2 separate regions of the Zea mays genome follow, and region 2 is linked to region 1. The links are chromatin contacts, called in public Hi-C maps. All regions are on one chromosome and are shown on one strand. The core of a region is the stretch at or near the end of the contact, and the rest is flanking DNA. Distances in the headings are between cores, read along the strand shown. Region 1 holds the start of LOC103653394. Region 2 holds the start of LOC103653397 (phosphatidylinositol 3-kinase, root isoform).

What was found. A called contact is a pair of places that touch in the nucleus more often than the background predicts.
Region 2: a contact with region 1 is called in a Hi-C map of ear, with 2.0 times the contacts expected there. The contact joins the promoter of LOC103653397 here to the promoter of LOC103653394 in region 1. A contact is called at or near these places in 2 of 25 Hi-C or Micro-C datasets (ear and tassel).

The regions. Positions count from the first base shown.
Region 1 is chr4:73,994,073-73,999,540 of Zm-B73-REFERENCE-NAM-5.0, forward strand. LOC103653394 reads right to left here and starts at 3,221. Exons shown (of 1, transcript XM_008680310.3): 1 at 1-3,221. The coding sequence starts at 2,078. The coding sequence ends at 1,413.
Region 2 is chr4:74,536,869-74,542,336 of Zm-B73-REFERENCE-NAM-5.0, forward strand. LOC103653397 (phosphatidylinositol 3-kinase, root isoform) reads left to right here and starts at 2,021. Exons shown (of 18, transcript XM_008680312.3): 1 at 2,021-2,711; 2 at 3,813-3,909; 3 at 4,014-4,110; 4 at 4,750-4,908; 5 at 5,036-5,245. The coding sequence starts at 2,630.

The DNA.
Region 1 (5,468 bases), core at 1,971-4,470:
GAAGTGTTTGCGTGCAGCGAGTTCAGGTTCTTCTTGTGTGATAGCTTTCCTACTACACATTGGGCACCATATATTCCTCTCTCGGGCCAACCTACGACGCACGCGCTTACAAAGCCCAGTAATCCCAGTCTGGCCCAGTTACCCGGAACACTCGCGCGCCTCCGTCTGCGTGGCCTCGCGACATTTGGTCCCATTCTCCATGGTTCCTGCCTCCGAAAGCCAGTACCTCATGTTTGCCTGGAGCAGCTGTGCTGACATTCTCCTCCCCTTCAAATTATGCTTGTCCCCAAGCATGGGCTTGTGGAAACCGGGTCTTCAATGCTTCAGCCTCTTCCCCAGTTGACATGGAGGGCGCATGCCTGACCAGGCTGAATTCAGACTTAGTTGAGCGTCCAACAAACTCAATAGCTGTTGCCAAAAAGTGCTTTTGAAGACTGTCGCAATCGGAAATAATATTGGTCCGATCAGTAAAGACTTTGAATTGAGACAGCTGTCCTTGGATGCCTGAGGTGCCGAGTCGTCTGATATCAACAGTAATTCCACTACTGCACCCGTGGAAAACGATGGTAAAATACCCTGTAAACAGGTAGGTGAACACTGATACTGAATCACAATCCATTTGTTAACCCCAGCCACCTTCATAGGTATATAGCGTTGTCCATTAGCTACTTGGGTTAATAAAGGCTGCACCATGACGATTGCACCATAAGGAAGATACGTGCTGGGTGCACCATGGTACATCAGAAGCACCATTGCATTGTCACTGTCGGCAGGGCAATTGAGAGCTATTAATCTGCTCAAGTCTGAATTTTCAGAACACCAACTGAACAAGTCAACTTGTGCAAAGAAAATAGATATCCAGATGCCCCAAACCCAAATCAGAACCACCTCCTCGAAACTAAGTAAGTAGCTACTACGAAGTGCATCAAAACTGATCAGGTGATTTTTCTGTTGGATTATCCAGGTATAACTGAACAGCAAGCAATCTCTACCTTGTACAAAGCAGTGACGCGAACTATGAGAACAGGGACAACAACCTGGAGATGTGTATGGTACCCGAATATGTAGAGTGCGAGCACCATATAGCTGACAGATTGCATCGTGAGAATTAGCATGTTACCGAAGCAACTGAGACGGACCAGAGTCATGCATGCCATTAAATTCATATGAGAATAATGCGCATCATATGAATTTGAACTGAGCCATATTGCAAACATAGAAGGGGTGATCCTTGACAATATCTGCAGCATCTCGCTTTGGTACCCAGAATAGCACCAACCTGAAGATAGCCATGTTTGTAGCCTGATCCAACTCAAACACCACCACCTTGCAGTAGCTTCATGGAATGCTCTGAAGGAGGGCCACAGTACTGGTCGCAGTTCAGCACTGATGTCCTGTCGAGTTTGAAGTAGTCATGGTGGTTTCCAACGGACAACCAAACACATGGAACAACAATCATTCAATGTGAAAGAAATACAAAACTGAACCGAATCTTGTTGAATTGACATTATGGCATTTGTATTGCCTCCACCTCCATTGCGATTCGTCTGGTTTTGCTCTTGAATTAGCTCATCAGCTATCAACAGAACTAGCACATGTATATCACTGGCTATATGGCCACATCCTGTCAGTACCACACAACCACATAGATTGGCAATGACACATCCCTCTAGGAAGCAACCACTAGCGATACCAAGATGTGTTGGTTCCAAGCAAACAGAACACTGCCAATTATCCTTGAGTTTGAGTAATTCTAGCAATAAAAGGGCCATAGTGATTGCACAACAGAGAAGAACTATAATGGCCTCACTATATATTATTAGAAATGCCATCACTCTATTAGCAAGCCACTTGGGCACCATTATGCTATCCCTCTGCCAAGCCAGTTCAACAGTACCGCCCCATTGTTGTTGTCGTTCTCCTTGAATGAGCATATGGAAACTCCACTCTGTAGTCACCATCTCGTGTTTCCAACTTCCCACAGTTTCAGTATGCATAGATCTGAAATATTGATGAGCTGGAGGTGGCCATGGAGGTTTCTTGGACAAAAATGCAATACTCCCCAATAGCAACCTCATGAACTACTATGTTGAGAGACGACCATGGAATTGTACGTAAATCATCATGGCTATATCCAAACTCAACTTGCATATGTGGTGGTGGCCAAGGTTGCCTATGCGGCACGGCATCCCAGCTGCAATTGAATGGAGGCGAGAAGCTCTATACGAATATGAAACCATTCCTAAAACACCTGGTGGGCAATGTGTTGGGAACCTCGTCGTCCTCGTCGATGGACCTGCAGACGCATCGCTTGCTGTCGTCGAACAGGACGTACGGCTGGTCGTTCTTGACGATGTCGACCGGGCCGCCGAAGCTCTTGAATAGGGGTACCGGCTCTCGACTGAAGGTCGGGTGGGAGAGGCCGACCAGGTTGCAGCTCACGCTGATGTACACGGGCTTGCTCTCCCTCCGCGTCGTCGCGATGGCCGTGTCAATCCCCTCGGTGGCGATTGTGTAGAGGTCGTTGAGGTGCAGCTGCGCTTCCTCGAGGGCGCTGGTGCCGGAGGCGGCTGATGCTGTGACGAAGGCGGCGCTGAACTCCCTGTCCATCTCGGTGCTGGAGGCCCTAGGAACGCTCGACTCGACGCGAGTAGCCGACTCGACTCGTCGCGAGGGCTGGACAAGTTCTCTGTCGTGCTGTCCGAGCTGGAGGCGAAGCAGGAGAAGATCCTGCAGCGTGTCGGCTCGGACGTCGACGCCGACCACCTCCTGTGGATGCCCGCTCGCGACGTAGCTGCTCGGCACAGCACGGATGCCCAGTGGAGGAAGCAAATCCCGGGAGCTCGGGGCCGCGACACGGACGACCGAAAGCAGATCGACCTAGTCGTAGGGAGAGATTGGATCCGAATTGAGGATGCGGCGGTGGAAACAGGGCTCCACGTCGAAGATGGGACCCTTGAGACGTCTCGTCACAGGGCTCTTCTTGAGACGTCTCGTCACAGGGCTGATGCGCTCGGACAAGCGTCTCCATGAGTCGCATTTCATCGAGCAGCTTGCGGATGGCGGCGTCTTGATGCTCTATTGTGGAAGATCGGGGTCGCCATGGCACATCAACAAGTGGATCTAGGATGACTTAATCGGATACCAAATGTTAACACTCGAGATACGGGAAACCAGAAGAGATGGAACACAGCAAGATGTATTGGAGAAGAACAAAGAGGAGGTGTTCGCCTGAAAGTTCAGGTTCTTCTTGTGTGATAGCTTTCCTAATTCACATTGGCACCATATATTCCTCTCTCGGGCCAACCTACGACGCACGCGCTTACAAAGCCCAGCAAGCTCAGTCCGGCCCAATTACCCGGAACACTCGCACGCCTCCGTCTACGTGGCCTCGTGACATTTTCCTAATGCTGCTCGTCTTCGTCCATGGTTCCTGCCTCTGAAAGCCTGTACCTCATGTTTGCCTGGAGCAGCTGTGCTGACACCGACGCTCAGAACGGCGGGGGCAGGAAGAAGGCGTCGGTCCGACCCTGCAAATGGCGAGGGCAGGGAGAAGGCACAGACCGGCGGATGCAGGGAGACGGGGCAGGGCGGCAATGAGACGCGGGAAGAGGTAGAGGAAAGAAAAAACGATCATGTGAAACTTCAATCTGTTGCGTCTAGGGTGAATATCGAGCCAGTTCAGCTTATAATAGTTTTGCTCGTTATAGTTCGTTACTATAACGAGCCAGCTCAGCTCGTTATACTAACGAGCTAAATATTTAGCTCGGCTCGTTAGGGAGCTTGAGCCAGCTTGTTAGACTCGCGAGCCATACAACTAAATACAAAGATATATGTATATAAATATATGTAACCGAAAAATCATATTTAGATGTTTAACACTATAAACCCAAAACCTTTATAATATTATTAACATAGTGTCGTCATAGCTTCTAACTTTCAATATTAAATTGAATAACCAAATATGTATTAACGTACATATTTACAAACTCTTTTATTATAATAAAGTAGCAACAAGTATCATTATAAAGCAGTTCATCATCTATTCCACAAATATGTAACATTTCATTGCACAATACTAACATCATATGCTGCTAGAAAACAAAGTTCACAAAATCATAACCAATAATCAAATATTAAATATGCAATATAGGTATGTAGTCATGCAATAATGCAAATATTTGAGCACATGGCACATCCACACATGTCTATATCACAGATCATAACTACGAGAAGGCAAGACTATGAGAGATGAGATAACACCAACAACTAGACAAACTTGTGTTATGGCTTGGCTCATTTGGCTCTGCGAGCTAGCTCATGAGCTAACCCGAGCTGGCTCATTAGACAACCGAGCTGGAATGCTATCTTGGCTCGCTACAAAATTAAAACGAACCGAGTGGAGCGAGTTATCGAGCCACGAGTATTTCGTCCAGTTCTAGTTGCACCTCCACATGGGGCAGTGCCTATGGGTTCCTCAAATCTGGGACACTTGAGATGTTGTCCTATATTTTTATATAAAAAATTCTAAATTAAGACAATGTTGGAGTTGATTTTTTAACTGAGACTTATATTTAAATATAAGACAACTATTTGAGACATTGTTGGAGATGCTCTTACCCGATAAAAGAACATTAGTACCGGTCATATAGTACGCAACTGGAACTAAAAGTTGCGTTGATTGTTTGATCCGATGTTAGTTGATGTTTTTAGTAATAGTTGTTGGTTGCAACTTGTAGTAAGGGGGTGTTTAATTTCTAGAGACTAATATTTAGTCACTTTATTTTATTTCATTTTAGTCCCCTGCATTATTAAATATGGAAAGTAAAAGTTTTAGTTTCCATATTTAGCAATTTAAAGAATAAAATAGAGAAACTAAAAATTAGTATCTAAAAACTAAACATCCTATAAATAAGATTATATAGCTGCAGAGAAGTTACAATCTAAGTACACATTTAGTATCGCTTCTTGCCTCCTACTGGCAGTGGCGGATCCAGATCCATGGAGGGAGCTAGAAGCTAACTATCTTCTTCTTTTTTCCTCATATTCTTCCTCTTTTTCTCTTCACCTTCTTCTTCCTTCCTCTCGCTTCCTCTCTCTTTCTCCTCTTCTTTATTCCTCTCCCTTACTCCCTTCTACTTGTAAGCTGTCGGCGCAGGGGGCTGGAGCCCACCCAGCCCCCCTCTGGATCCGCTACTGCCTACTGGTACTAAAATTGTTACTTAGTTGTAGAGAAGCCACCTTCTAAACACACGATACTAGTATTAAGAGAACCTTTAATACCGGATGTATCCACCATACCAGCAAGTACTAAAGAGGGTACTCATTCTAATTAATGGTTATTGACTATACATACATTACTTATAATATATTAATATTATCATGGTAACGAGACCAAGGTACCCCTAAGTATCAATGAAGAATCGATTATGGAGCGCAGAGTGACTTCTGATGCCGTAGAATTTGCT
Region 2 (5,468 bases), core at 771-3,270, 540 kb after region 1:
GCCGACACGTGCCAAGAAGCCCAGTTCCAGGGTCCATGGGCCAGAGTGGATAAATTAGTTGGTTGGTGTTTGGTCTGGGGTTTGGCTTTTCGTCTTATATTTTGGCTGGCGGAGGTGTGTGTGAAGGAAGATGATACTTGTTTACCAAGTTGGTGGCTGGCTATGTCCAGCGGGTGCGTGTGAGACAGTCTATCCGTTTAGCTTTAATCTGTAGCTGTTTCTACAGCTTCTACAATCTTTATAGAAGCTCCAACAGTCCGAACAGGTGGCTTTAATTCGAAGTGAACATGGGAAGAGTTTCCAACTCTTGGGGTTTGTTCATTTTGCTTTTAATTCATGTGGATTGGGTGAATTTAAATTGAAACAAGTCAAAATCTTTTATATATTTTTTAATCACATCCAATCTATATGAGATATAACCAGTGACGGAACCAGACCTATGGTTAGTAGGGCCCAAGCCCTACTCTTGGGCTAAGTATCCTCTAGAGGCAGCAACATGCCAGCAAGCTAAATGTGTTTCTTTTTTTCGTGCCTGCTTTTGCGTAGAAGCTATGGGACAGAATAAGTGAATCACTGTGCTATGCCTTCTAGAAAAACATTAGTTATTTCTGTTATACGTCAATCCCTCCTCACCGTTCCAATTAGCATATGAGAGAACTAGTGATGCTAGGACTCATCTTAGATAATATGTCAATGTTTTGGCAAAATTCGTTTAATTTATTTTGCCAAATTTATCTAACACGTATCATATATATATATATATATATATCTTGCCTACACCTATACAATATACCTATACAATATGAAGAGTGCTATATTTAGTTTTTACAATCCTATACTTTCGATACTTTTTAGATCATTTTATTTGATAATGTATATAATAACATAATATCATTCAATTTTAGGAAGTCTTTCGGTTGTTGACAAAAGCAACCCAAACAATCAATGAATGGATCATTAAGATGAAGATCTATATTTTTAATTAGATAACCACTTGTCTAAGTTAATTTTATGTTAAATTATAATTATTATGTTCAAATATAGTTCATATGTGCCACTATCTATGTATTGCGTGATTTAAATTTTTCAGCCTGTAAAAAAGTTAATGTTATATTAAGCCCTACATCTGAGGAGATCCTAGCTCCGCCAATAGATAGGCGGAACAAAGCTTTGTATGGATTTCTAGTTCCAAGTTACTTCACAAGAGGTGGTGCACCAGGAGCGCTGCTCGTCGCCATTCTGTCGTGTTCTGAGTTGATCGGAGTCGTTACACCAATCCAGCTCTGACGACCCCACTGCTCGTCCGCTCCCCTGAGTCCCCTCCCCGTGGCGGCCGTGTGGGCGAGGCCGACCGCCGGCGAGCGGAGTAGGCGACTGGGCGTGCGCGTGCGGCTGTGCGCCCGTGTCTGCCGCGGCACCGCCTCTCCGGTTGTACGCCAGCCACTAGCCCACCACCGCCACCCACCACCGTTGCATTCCCATCGCCGGTGCCCTGTAGTCTGCAGATCGTCGGCTCGTCGCCCGCCGGCAGCCAGCCTGACACCATTGCAGTCCATCGGCTGTGTCGCATGTTTCTTCGGGCTAAACGGACTAGGCTCTATCATCCACGTGGGCAAGTTTAACGGGTGGACTGCTAAAACAAGTGGTTGGACCAGGGAGGAGGGTTCGAGTTATTTACTATTATAGTACTGATTTTAATAGGCTTCTCTCTTAGTACTCTCATCTTAGTCCTCTATAATAGTATCTACAAGTTGATTCATCCTTCAAAATAGTATTCTAACCCCTTTTTAAACATTTTTATTTTCTTTTTTATTTCTCAGCACATAAGTTGACCCTATCGTTACTCTCGCAGGTATATAAATAACAGAAACACAAATAATCGAGGCAAAGATGCAGTAGTGCAAGATGATGAGCAACACTGCTATCTTTTGTCTGGTTGGTTGTTCAGACTGTAGCAAGGGGTAACCGTTGGCCGCACGATCACCATCTAGCAGCGTCAGTGTGCTGCTGCAATGTTTTTTTTGCTGTCGGTGTGATGCTTTATGCGAGAAAAGAGAGGAGTCGAGCCGACGATTGGGGAGCAAGGAGAGAAGAAAATAGATAGATGCAATACAGTCAATAGTGAGAAATAAAAAACAAAATGATTAGAAAAGGTTAGAGTACTATTTTTAAGGATAAATTAATTTATAAATAGAAGATTAAATTGAGAGTACCAAACGAGAGAAACCCCACAAAATCAATATTATAACAGAAAAAAGTCGGAGGGTTCGGGTCGAGGTGCTTCATCCACACCCAGCGAATCCTCGCCGCGGGAGTCACGCAACCGCCGTCTCCTCGCCGGCACGCTTCGCCGCCGCCGCCTCTCTCCTCCTCGTCTCAACCGCCGCCTGCACACGCAGAAAAGGAGGGAGAATAAGAGGATCAGCAAACCCCAAGCCCTCCACTCGTCGCCCCCTGCTGCAATCGCCCCACCCGCCTCCGCCCGCCGCCGCTTCTCCTCACCGTTCTCTTCCTTCCCAGGCCGTTCATAGCAAGCGACCGCAGACGTTTTGACTTTTGAGCGTTGTTGATACGGTCACTCTTTCCCCAGTTCCTCTCCCGCGACATCTCAGTTCTTCATCACCAAAAGATGGTCGGCGGCGGCAACGAGTTCCGTTTCTTCTTGTCCTGCGACATCAGCCACCCGCTTGCCTTCCGTGTTCTCCACGCAGGTACGTCACTACTATCTCTCTTCTCCACCTCAATTTGCTTGCCAATTCGGCCCTGATGTGCTCGCCGTGCTACCACCGGCTACAAAAACTCATCGTTTTCCAATGCTTTTCACTCAACAAATTCGCCCCCAACAGCGATCTGAATCCAATATTCCTATATTCTCATTTGCAGATTTGTAACTGCTACCATCACAGGATTTAACTGTTTGTACTGTTATTACACTGCGCTGATCTCTTTTCGGTTCTAAGTGCTTATTTGGATACCAAGGGCTAATTGTTAGAGCAACTCCAAATGAACGTGTAAACTAACCCCAAAACAGATATTAGTCAAGAATAGTGGTTTTTCTTACTCCAACAGCTCCCTCATTCTTCCCCCAAAAAATTAGCGTCCCGCATCCATAGCCTCCTCTCCCTCATATTTTGGTGTGTTCCATCCCTCCCCAATCCATTCCTCAACGCATCGGATCATCCACAGCATCTCGACGACTGTACAGATTGTGCCACATGTCACATTTAAAGGAACTGTTGGAGTACCCATCATAATTCACTCTTAATATTTTTTAGCATGCTCTTAATAATCAATTTTTGGGGTAAAATTTTTAACATCCTTTTGGAGTTGCTCTTAGCTAGCTAAAAATTAGCCAAAATTAGCTCTAGCCATCCAAACAGGGGCTAATAAGTGGGTTATTATTTAGCCTAGCCTCCAACTAATTGTTAGCTGGCTAATTTGGCCAAATTTTTAGTCTCAGCTAATAACTAGCTCTAGCTGATCCAAACATGCCTTAATTCAATGTTTATCTTCGTTCCTCCACACTACCTGTTTTCTTCTCCTTAATGCATCTCAATCCTCCACACTACCTGTTTTCTTCTCAATGCAATGGTACACAGCTTTCATGCTTATTTGAGAATACCGGTCAGCATTTTATCCCATAGGAGAAGCAAAATTTTTTATTTCTTTGTTCTATACTGCTGTAAAAAAACTTTCTTGAGTTCGCTAGTATGCATCACCATAATTAAAATGATTAATATGTTGTTCGTCTTTGTCTTACACACACAAATACACATATATATTTCACAATCGTCAAAATTTCCTGTTTCCAGAACATATCTTGTTGACCGACCAAAAAGTCCCAGAGCTCTTTGTTGAGTGCAAGCTATACATCGATGGGATCCAATTTGGGTTGCCTGTAAAAACAAGGTACATATTTTTATTTTTATATATTCTATAATTATTTAAACCAATTGACTGCACTCACCAGTTCTGTTTCTTGGAATTTCAATGCACATTTTTTCTCACGCTAGGTTGGAACCTTCTGGACCGAAATACTGTTGGAATGAGCTCATAACATTAAGTACCAAATACAGGGACCTAACATCCCTCTCGCAGCTTGCATTTACGGTATATTTCTTGGATTTGTACAATGTACACCACACATCAGTTGTTTTTTTCCCTCAAACTATGCATGAGAGCTGTATGTCATTTCATTAAAAATAAAAAGGTTACAAGAGCTAGGTGAAAACATCCCTGCAGAGTAGTTCTTAACGAAAGAAATTGTATCTTTGTGGGTATCAAGGTTGATATTTTTTTAGCAGGCATGTGGAGGGGTTCCGTGTGAGTATGATGGTTCAAAAAGTTGAGCACATATGTTTAATCTGATAAAAATATGTCATTAGATGGTTCATGCTCAACATGTTGTGTAGCTCTTTTTATGGTAGAAAGTTTAGCTTCTCATTTAAGTGGAGGCATTGATTTATTTCCACATGCACCCTGAATAAACAAATAGGATGTTTTTTCTATCAATTTTATTGGAGATCACCTTAATGGTGAATCAAATTTAATGACCTGATTATACCTTGATGGTAGTGATAACACATTATATTAGGGAAGTAACTTTGCTATGCCCAATGAGTATTGTGGTTTATGATGTTAATAAATTCAGTTCATAAGATCATTGGTGTCCAGCATGATTTATGGAGTGCTCACCTGTATGGTTTTCCTTGTGTTTTAGCTTCCTATGTTTTTTAATCTCTGATGTAGGTGTGGGATGTCTCATCTGGTGAGAACCCTGAGGTTGTCGGTGGAGCCACCATATTTCTTTTTAACAGCAAAAGGCAGCTTAAAACAGGAAGACAGAAGCTGCGGCTGTGGCCCACAAAGGAGGCAGATGGAGGAGTCCCCACCACAACTCCTGGCAAGGTAACACTCAGATCTACTTTTCTTGAACTCAGGATTCATCTGTTTTAGTCCTCTCCCAGCTAATCTCTCACTTCGTTTTTACTTATTACTTCAAGGTGGACTTACCTTTTTTCTATGTAACTTATAGGTTCCTAGGAATGAGAGGGGTGAGATAGAACGTTTGGAAAGGCTTGTTAACAAGTATGAGAGAGGGCAGATACAACATGTTGATTGGCTTGATCGTCTTGCCTTCAGTGCTATGGACAAAGCTATGGAAAAAGAGTGTGAGAGGAAGGCCAATTTGTACCCTAGTCTGGTTGTTGAATTGTGCAGTTTCGAACATAGAATTGTCTTCCAGGTTAACATTACTGACCTTGTTATACATATATGTTATGGCACTGAGCTATTTTTTTCCTATAACTCACTATGCAGCTACATGATTCTTTTACCTGTAAAATTGATCTCGCTTTGTTTTGGTGCACAAGGTGATCATTGTGTATTAAGAATGGTCAATGGTCTTCTGCTACTTTCATACTTGGAGGAATTCACATTTTGATGTTGTTGAGTCATATAATATTTAT